2 separate regions of the Rattus norvegicus genome follow, and region 2 is linked to region 1. A link is a contact called in public Hi-C data. All regions are on one chromosome and are shown on one strand. Each heading gives the region's core, a stretch centred on a gene start, on an enhancer-like site or on the middle of the called end of the contact. The rest is flanking DNA. Distances are from core to core; before and after follow the strand shown.

The links. A called contact is a pair of places that touch in the nucleus more often than the background predicts.
Region 2: a contact with region 1 is called in a Hi-C map of prefrontal cortex, with 4 times the contacts expected there. The contact joins the promoter of Gnpnat1 here to the promoter of Gpr137c in region 1. A contact is called at or near these places in 3 of 12 Hi-C or Micro-C datasets (mammary epithelial cells, prefrontal cortex and psoas muscle).

What each region holds. Positions count from the first base shown.
Region 1 is chr15:20,904,198-20,907,341 of GRCr8, forward strand. It overlaps Gpr137c (G protein-coupled receptor 137C), which reads left to right and starts at 1,761. Exons shown (of 7, transcript NM_001134541.4): 1 at 1,761-2,273. The coding sequence starts at 1,848. All of the region lies in intron 1 of Rps10l6 (ribosomal protein S10-like 6), which reads left to right. It overlaps Txndc16 (thioredoxin domain containing 16), which reads right to left and starts at 1,255. Exons shown (of 21, transcript NM_001427814.1): 1 at 1,080-1,255; 2 at 841-891. The coding sequence starts at 865.
Region 2 is chr15:21,086,922-21,090,414 of GRCr8, forward strand. It overlaps Gnpnat1 (glucosamine-phosphate N-acetyltransferase 1), which reads right to left and starts at 1,502. Exons shown (of 6, transcript NM_001134756.1): 1 at 1,430-1,502. The region is part of intron 1 of Rps10l6 (ribosomal protein S10-like 6); the gene reads left to right.

The DNA.
Region 1 (3,144 bases), core at 511-3,010:
TCAATCACCGACTTCTATCCACCTCTGTATCTGGCTGAACCTCTGTAAATGTTAGGAATGCATATAGTCTCCACCAACCATAAAGCTAGTGAGATAAAGACAACATCTAAATGCCGGGGATTCCCCTGCCTCATTAGAGTCTACCGGATGAGCCTACCATTGAATAAACACAAGACTTATAGCTTTCTCTTCATTTTATCATTACTGTACATTTATGTGCATGATTATATATGTGTGGGTGTAGTACTATCTGGCGCCTGGTAAACTACTAGCCAGAATGAGTACAAAACAGATCTTAAACTTAAAGCCCCTGTGTAACATGTATTTGGTGGCAGAGGATCAAGAAACAGCACTCTTCTTAGGCACAGCATAGGAAAGGGAGTATTTAGGAAGGGCTGGATGTTGGATGCTCCAGTAAATATGCTGTCTACAAGAACACTGAGTCTTAATCTTGCATTACTTTGACTGATTGGCTACCAAATACCCCCCAAAAAAGTAACAAACATCATGTAGTGGCCCAATATACATCGTTTCTCACTCATTTAAAGCAGAAATATACCTCTTACTTTGTACCTCTCGGTCTCAGATGAGAATAGCACCACTTGCTCCTACACACAAGGCTATCACACCAGCAGAACATCACTGCTACTCTCCCATTCTGAACAAAATTGTTACTGCTCTGTCACACACACACACACACACCGCCCTCGCCCAAGACAGCTCTCTAAATTTCTAAGTTTCAAAGAATCACCTTCCCTTTGCAGAAGGCCTTAACATTCATTTGTTCCCAGTACCACCTTAAGGACCTCTTCCCGAGAGATGGAAGGGTTGATTACTTACTGCTTCCGCTCGTGCTTTGATTCATTCGCTTCCCTCGCCCTGCATTTCCTCCTGCTCACTCAGAAAAAGAAAAGGAAAATAAGAAGAAGTCAAAACCAGTGTCGTTCGGTGCCCCAGAAACAGGTGAGCTGAATCAGAAGCCGGAGCTCCGCAAGCAGCATGGCTAGAGGAACGCTGCCGGATGCTGATATGCATGCAATCCTGCAGGCAAAGCCTCCAGGCCCGCGCTACCCACCTACCTGAGATCCTCGTGCAGTGCAACTAAAGGTCTCTGAAGCCAGCACTTCCCGCTACCCCAGTGACAGAAGGCGGGGCAGGGGCTGGTCCCCAAGGCGGCTCTCAAAGCGACTACGACTACCTGAGAGATCTCACCGCCCACGGCCGCCACTGCCTCCGCAAAATCAGTCTCTCGGGCGAAAAAAACAACCCCGGGGGCTCCGCCTGCTCCTCGTGCTCCTTACGTAAGCGACACTCCAACCAATAGAAGACCAGGGGGCGGAGCGAGAACAGCTCCAGGTGTCAGAATCAGGAGTCCTCCCGCCGGCGCGAGGAAGTCTTGCAGTTGCTGGGCCAATCAGCAGTGTGGGTGGGGAGAGGGGCGGGGGGAGGCGAGGAGAAAGCGGGAAGCCAATCAGATTAACGAAGTCTGGAGTGACAGGCTCTGTGGCCCGTGGTCTTCCGAGAGAGGCGCCCAGAGGGCGCGCCCGCCCGGGCCAATCGCGGGCAGCTCACAGTGCGGAGCGAGCGCCTCAAAAGCTCGGGTTTCTCAGCTGATTGTCTCCAGCCGAGAGTTGTTTTCTGCCGCTGCGGAGCCGAGCCCCGGCTGGAGGAGCCGAGCACCCCCCGGGGGAGGGGGAGGCGGGCCCGAGGGCAGCCGCGGCAACCGCGCGGGGCTGCGACTCCTGTCACGGCGCTGCCCGGGGCCGCAGGCTGGGGTGGGCGGGAGGTCCGGGGATCGCTCCGGCCGCTTCCTTCCCGCGCTCCCTCCCGGTTGCTCACGTCCCCTCATGAGGGAGTCTGTGCCCGGGCCGGCGGCCGCCGCGGTCCCCACGGCCGGCCGCGAACCCTCGACGCCCGGCGGGGGCGCCGTCGCGGCCTCGGGAGCCGCGGTTCCCGGTTCGGTGCAGCTGGCGCTGAGCGTGCTGCACGCGCTGCTCTACGCCGCGCTCTTCGCCTTTGCCTACCTGCAGCTGTGGCGGCTGCTCCTGTACCGCGAACGGCGGCTCAGTTACCAGAGCCTCTGCCTCTTCCTGTGTCTCGCGTGGGCAGCGCTCAGGACCACGCTCTTCTCGGCCGCCTTCTCCCTCAGCGGCTCTCTGCCCCTGCTGCGGCCACCCTCTCGCCTGCACTTCTTCCCGCACTGGCTGCTCTACTGCTTCCCCTCCTGCCTCCAGTTCTCCACGCTCTGTCTCCTCAACCTCTACCTGGCAGAGGTAAGGCGGGAGGACCGGCGAGCGGGGGAGCGGGGCCGCCGGGATCCACTCCTGCCGAAACTGACTGGGATTGGGGCGGGGGAGGTGGCCGGAGAGCAGCCTGGGGACAGCGAGACAGACACTCCTGTCTTTCCCTCTCCCTCAACTTAAGCCGCTGATGGACTCGGTGCCTGAGGGGTTAGAGAAGAGTGTGTGTGTGTGTGTGTGTGTGTGTGTGTGTGTGTGTGTGTGTGTGTGTGTGTGTGTGTGTGAGAGAGAGAGAGAGAGAGAGAGAGAGAGAGAGAGAGAGAGAATGAATATATATGAATTAGAATGAGAGAGAATGAGAATGAGTGAGTGCATGCCTGCCCCGATAACTTAAGACAGTAGGACACCCTTTGTTCAGTGTCCCAGACCTCCACATAAGGCGTTGGGGGCGACCACAGAGAGGCATCGTAAGAAGTAGCAGCTCCGGTAGCCCTGTCGGGGCTGGACCGGGTTAAGGGAGGTTGGATGCTGAGGTAGAGGCAGCTCTGCTGAAGCTGGACCTCTGCCAGCCATTACGTCACCAGGCAGAGCTGTTCCTCCGCTATTGTTGCTGCGTTTCTTTTATTAGAAGCTTATATTCCCCCCTGCATCTCCTTAACTGTGGCTCGATACACCTTACACAAATTCCGATCGATCGCTTCCCCGACGGGTTGAACGATCAATAACCGATGCTGCGGGACGGTCGAAGGACCTCCATAAAGCCCTTAGTGTCTGTCCCAGTTGCTGCTTGCTTTGGCGATTTAGTCGGTCTCTTTACAGCACAGCCCTTTAGGGGAGAGCTAATTAGGAGAAAAGATAGACGATTAACCTGTGCCTGTTGCAGAAACAAACCACGGAACTGTTT
Region 2 (3,493 bases), core at 252-2,751, 180 kb after region 1:
CAATCATCTGTAATGGGATCTGATGCCCTCTTCTGGTGTGTCTGAAGACAGAGACAGTGTACTCATATATAATAAATAAATCTTTAAAAAAAATAATTATGGGAGTTGATGTAAACATGGAGATATTTTTTAAGTTGGTTCTAAGGTAATCCCCTCGACTCCTCCCTCCAAGTTCAGGCTAGCCCCTGCTACACAGACTTTTATCAAAACAAAATGACAAAAAGTCTTCTTTCTGTAGCACTTAAAGGTCATCACCACCTAACTTTCTCTATGTTTGGTTGTAAACCCTAACTCAAAGCACCTCCCCGCCCCCAACCCCTTGGGTTTAACTGCTAAATTAGCATTTGTTTACACGGCTTGAGTATTGCCTAATCCCTAGTCCTATAAACCTCTAGTCAATGAATAATGAATGACGTAAGGTATATAGAAATCACATTTCAGAAAGTCACGAAGAAAAAAAGATTGCCACGGGGCCACGAGCAAGAACACAAAAGACATACACCAAACTTCAAGTTTGGTTCTCCAGCCTCTGAGCCTATATACAAGATGCGGAGCAGGTGCTTCTAGAAAAACACCGGAGCAACAAGTAGGGAAGACTGAAGACCAGGATTCACAAATGATCTTCAGACAAATCAAAATCGCTGTGATAGGTGACAGATAGGTAGATAGACAGGTAGACAGCTCCGAGTATTTTCATGAAGATAGTATTTCATGAAGCAAGAAGTACTTCCCGTTAGTGTACTATCTACACCGTCTGATTATCCCCAGTCTAGTTGCACAGTTGGAGCACCGAGTTCCCAAGACTAGCCCTCAGGTAATGCATCAACAAATGAGTGGTCAGGACGGAGGAGCCTCTCATTTTCCCGTCGTGCTCTACATCAGGAAAGTCAACAGATGCCAATCTTTGCATCCTGGAATCTGTTTCAACCATACAAATCCTGCCTTAACCAATTTCCTGAGACCCACTCTTGGATTAATTAATCCCAACCAAACGAATCCCCATTTATTTTTACAGGAACAAATTTTATGTTTGCCTTACATAAACATTAGCTCTTACACACAATAGAAACCACGGAGTCGGCGTTTCTAGGGGTTCAAGTCCCAGGTCCCCCCCCACCCCAGGTTTCATACAGTCTGCGCAGCTGGGGCAATTCAGAGCCGGCGCGTGTCTTCAGCGGCTCTGATCGCTGCACCGGTAAAAGGGAGTTCGCGCCCTTTCATAGCGACGGCGGCAGACAGGACGAGGAACGTCCCCCAGTCCCACGCCACGGACACTCTCGTCCCTAGGCCCTCCAAGACCCTGCCCGGCCGGACAACAGAGCATCAAGCTTAGCCGCCCGGCTCCCGGACAGGGGCATCCCAGTCTCCGGGGTCCGCAGCCCCAAGCCCGCCCGCCTTCGCGTCCCAGCCCCAGGCCGCCTCACCGCACCGGAGCGAGCCACGCTCCCGTCCCAGCGCGTCAGTCTGCCTGCGGGTCACAGCGCCGCCGCATCCGGATCCGGCTGCAGCGCCAGCCCCTCCCCCCGTGCGCCCCCACGCGCCGCAGCCGGAACCGCCTGGCCGAACGTGGCGGGACCAACGCCTCCGCCCTGCCCCGCCCTCACGCACCGCGGCGCACGCGGAGGCACGGCCACGCACACCACTCCGGGGCTCCAGGGGCGGGGCGGGGCGGGGCTCTGGGCTGCAAAAGGAGCTCTGTGGGGCGGGGCTCCGGGGGCGGGGCTCCGGGGGCGGGGCTCCGGGGCGGGGCCGAGCCCTGGGGCAGTTAAGGTGACTCTGGGGCTTGGGGCAATGACCCGGAGCAAGGCTTGCGTAATCAGTTTACTTTCCTGACGCGCCTCTCGCTCACTGCCCCGTCGCCCTCACGCTTTATCTGAAAATAAAGCCATAGGAGTTTAAGCAGCGTATCGCGATGACCAGTGTGGGTTCCTTTCATTTTCTGAGCTCGAAGGCTCCTACCCTGTTAGTGCCTTCGTCCCCTTTGTCCCCTTCCCTCACATGCATGCAGTTCATTAGTCAGGACTTGGGTTACTCACTGGTGATCATATGCCCTGATTCCCAAATGTCTGAGACAAGAGTTAGCTCCTTTCTTCTAGAAACTGAGTTGAGACCACTCACCCTTGAGCTCTCCACTGCAGCACTTTGCTTCCTAGGACACTGGGAACATTTCAGCTCACTCTGGGCAAGTGGCACTAGGTTCTCCAGACAGCAAAGAGGGGGGTGAAGTCAGAACCCTGTAACCATCTTAGAGTATCTAGCACATAGAGTGCTTGTTCTGTAATCTCAGTACTGGGAAGGCTTGAGAAACCCTTCCGTGGGCTCCTAATTCCAGTGTCTCTCCTAAGTACCGTGGGCTCCTAATTCCAGTGTCTCTCCTAAGTACCGTGGGCTCCTAATTCCAGTGTCTCTCCTAAGTACCGTTTAGCGTCATTTGACAAGTGAGGAAGCAGAGATTTGGAGACATACATACATACATACATACATACATATGTGTGTGTGTAGTACCTGGCATAGTGGTGCATGCCTTTAATTCTAGCAGTAGAGACCAGAGGCTTTGTGCATCTCTGGTCTACACACAATGAGATCAAGCACAGCCAGGGATATGTAGAGAACCTCTGTCACTAGATAGATAGATAGATAGATAGATAGATAGATAGATAGATAGACAGACAGATAGACAGAGAGATAGATGAAGAGGAAGAAATGGCTTGAATATTCCAAGAGACCACTTGACTTCCATCTCTGAATTCATTAAAATATTTATCTGTTTTAATTGCTTATTTTAAAACTTGCAACGCTAGAGAACTACAGGATAAGAAGTCATGTGTCCCTATAGCTTCACCTGCAGAGTTAGGATGACGTTAACAGCTTGGTAGGTAATGCTTCGAATTGCCGGAATTTCCTTTACCGTGCTTCCATTTAACTTGTGGCCTTGAACATTTGTGACCGGCTTCCTTTTCTTGGTGTGGTATCTGGCACCTCAGCTGACATGTGGGGTCTAATAAAGCAATACATATAAAACATCCTGGCCTGTACTATGTGCTTACGATGCTAGTTGGTGTACACGTATGTGTGTGTGGGAGGGATAAACTACAGTATGGTGAAGTAACAAACATCTACCCAAATTCCAATGCAACAAAACGTATTTGCTAACTGCATGTCTCACACAGAACGGCAGCGTAATTACTCCATGCAATCCCACAGGGGCCCAAGGCCACCCAGTCACAAAACGCTCTGAATAAATCACATAAAGAAACTAGGAAATCACAGGTAGACTTTACTGATTTAACTCAAGGCTGATGTTCCTCTTACGACCGACTGGTCGGTTAGTAAGTGCAGCCTTGCGTAAGACTGCTAGATAACTGGAGAACGACCTAGTGTGAGCACTTTTATGTTTTTCACAGTCTCCCATGTCCCCTTTCACCAGGACGGCCCAATGCATGTAAACCATATGCCAAGTTTTCTCATTTTTTTTCAAACTTGTACTGTGGAC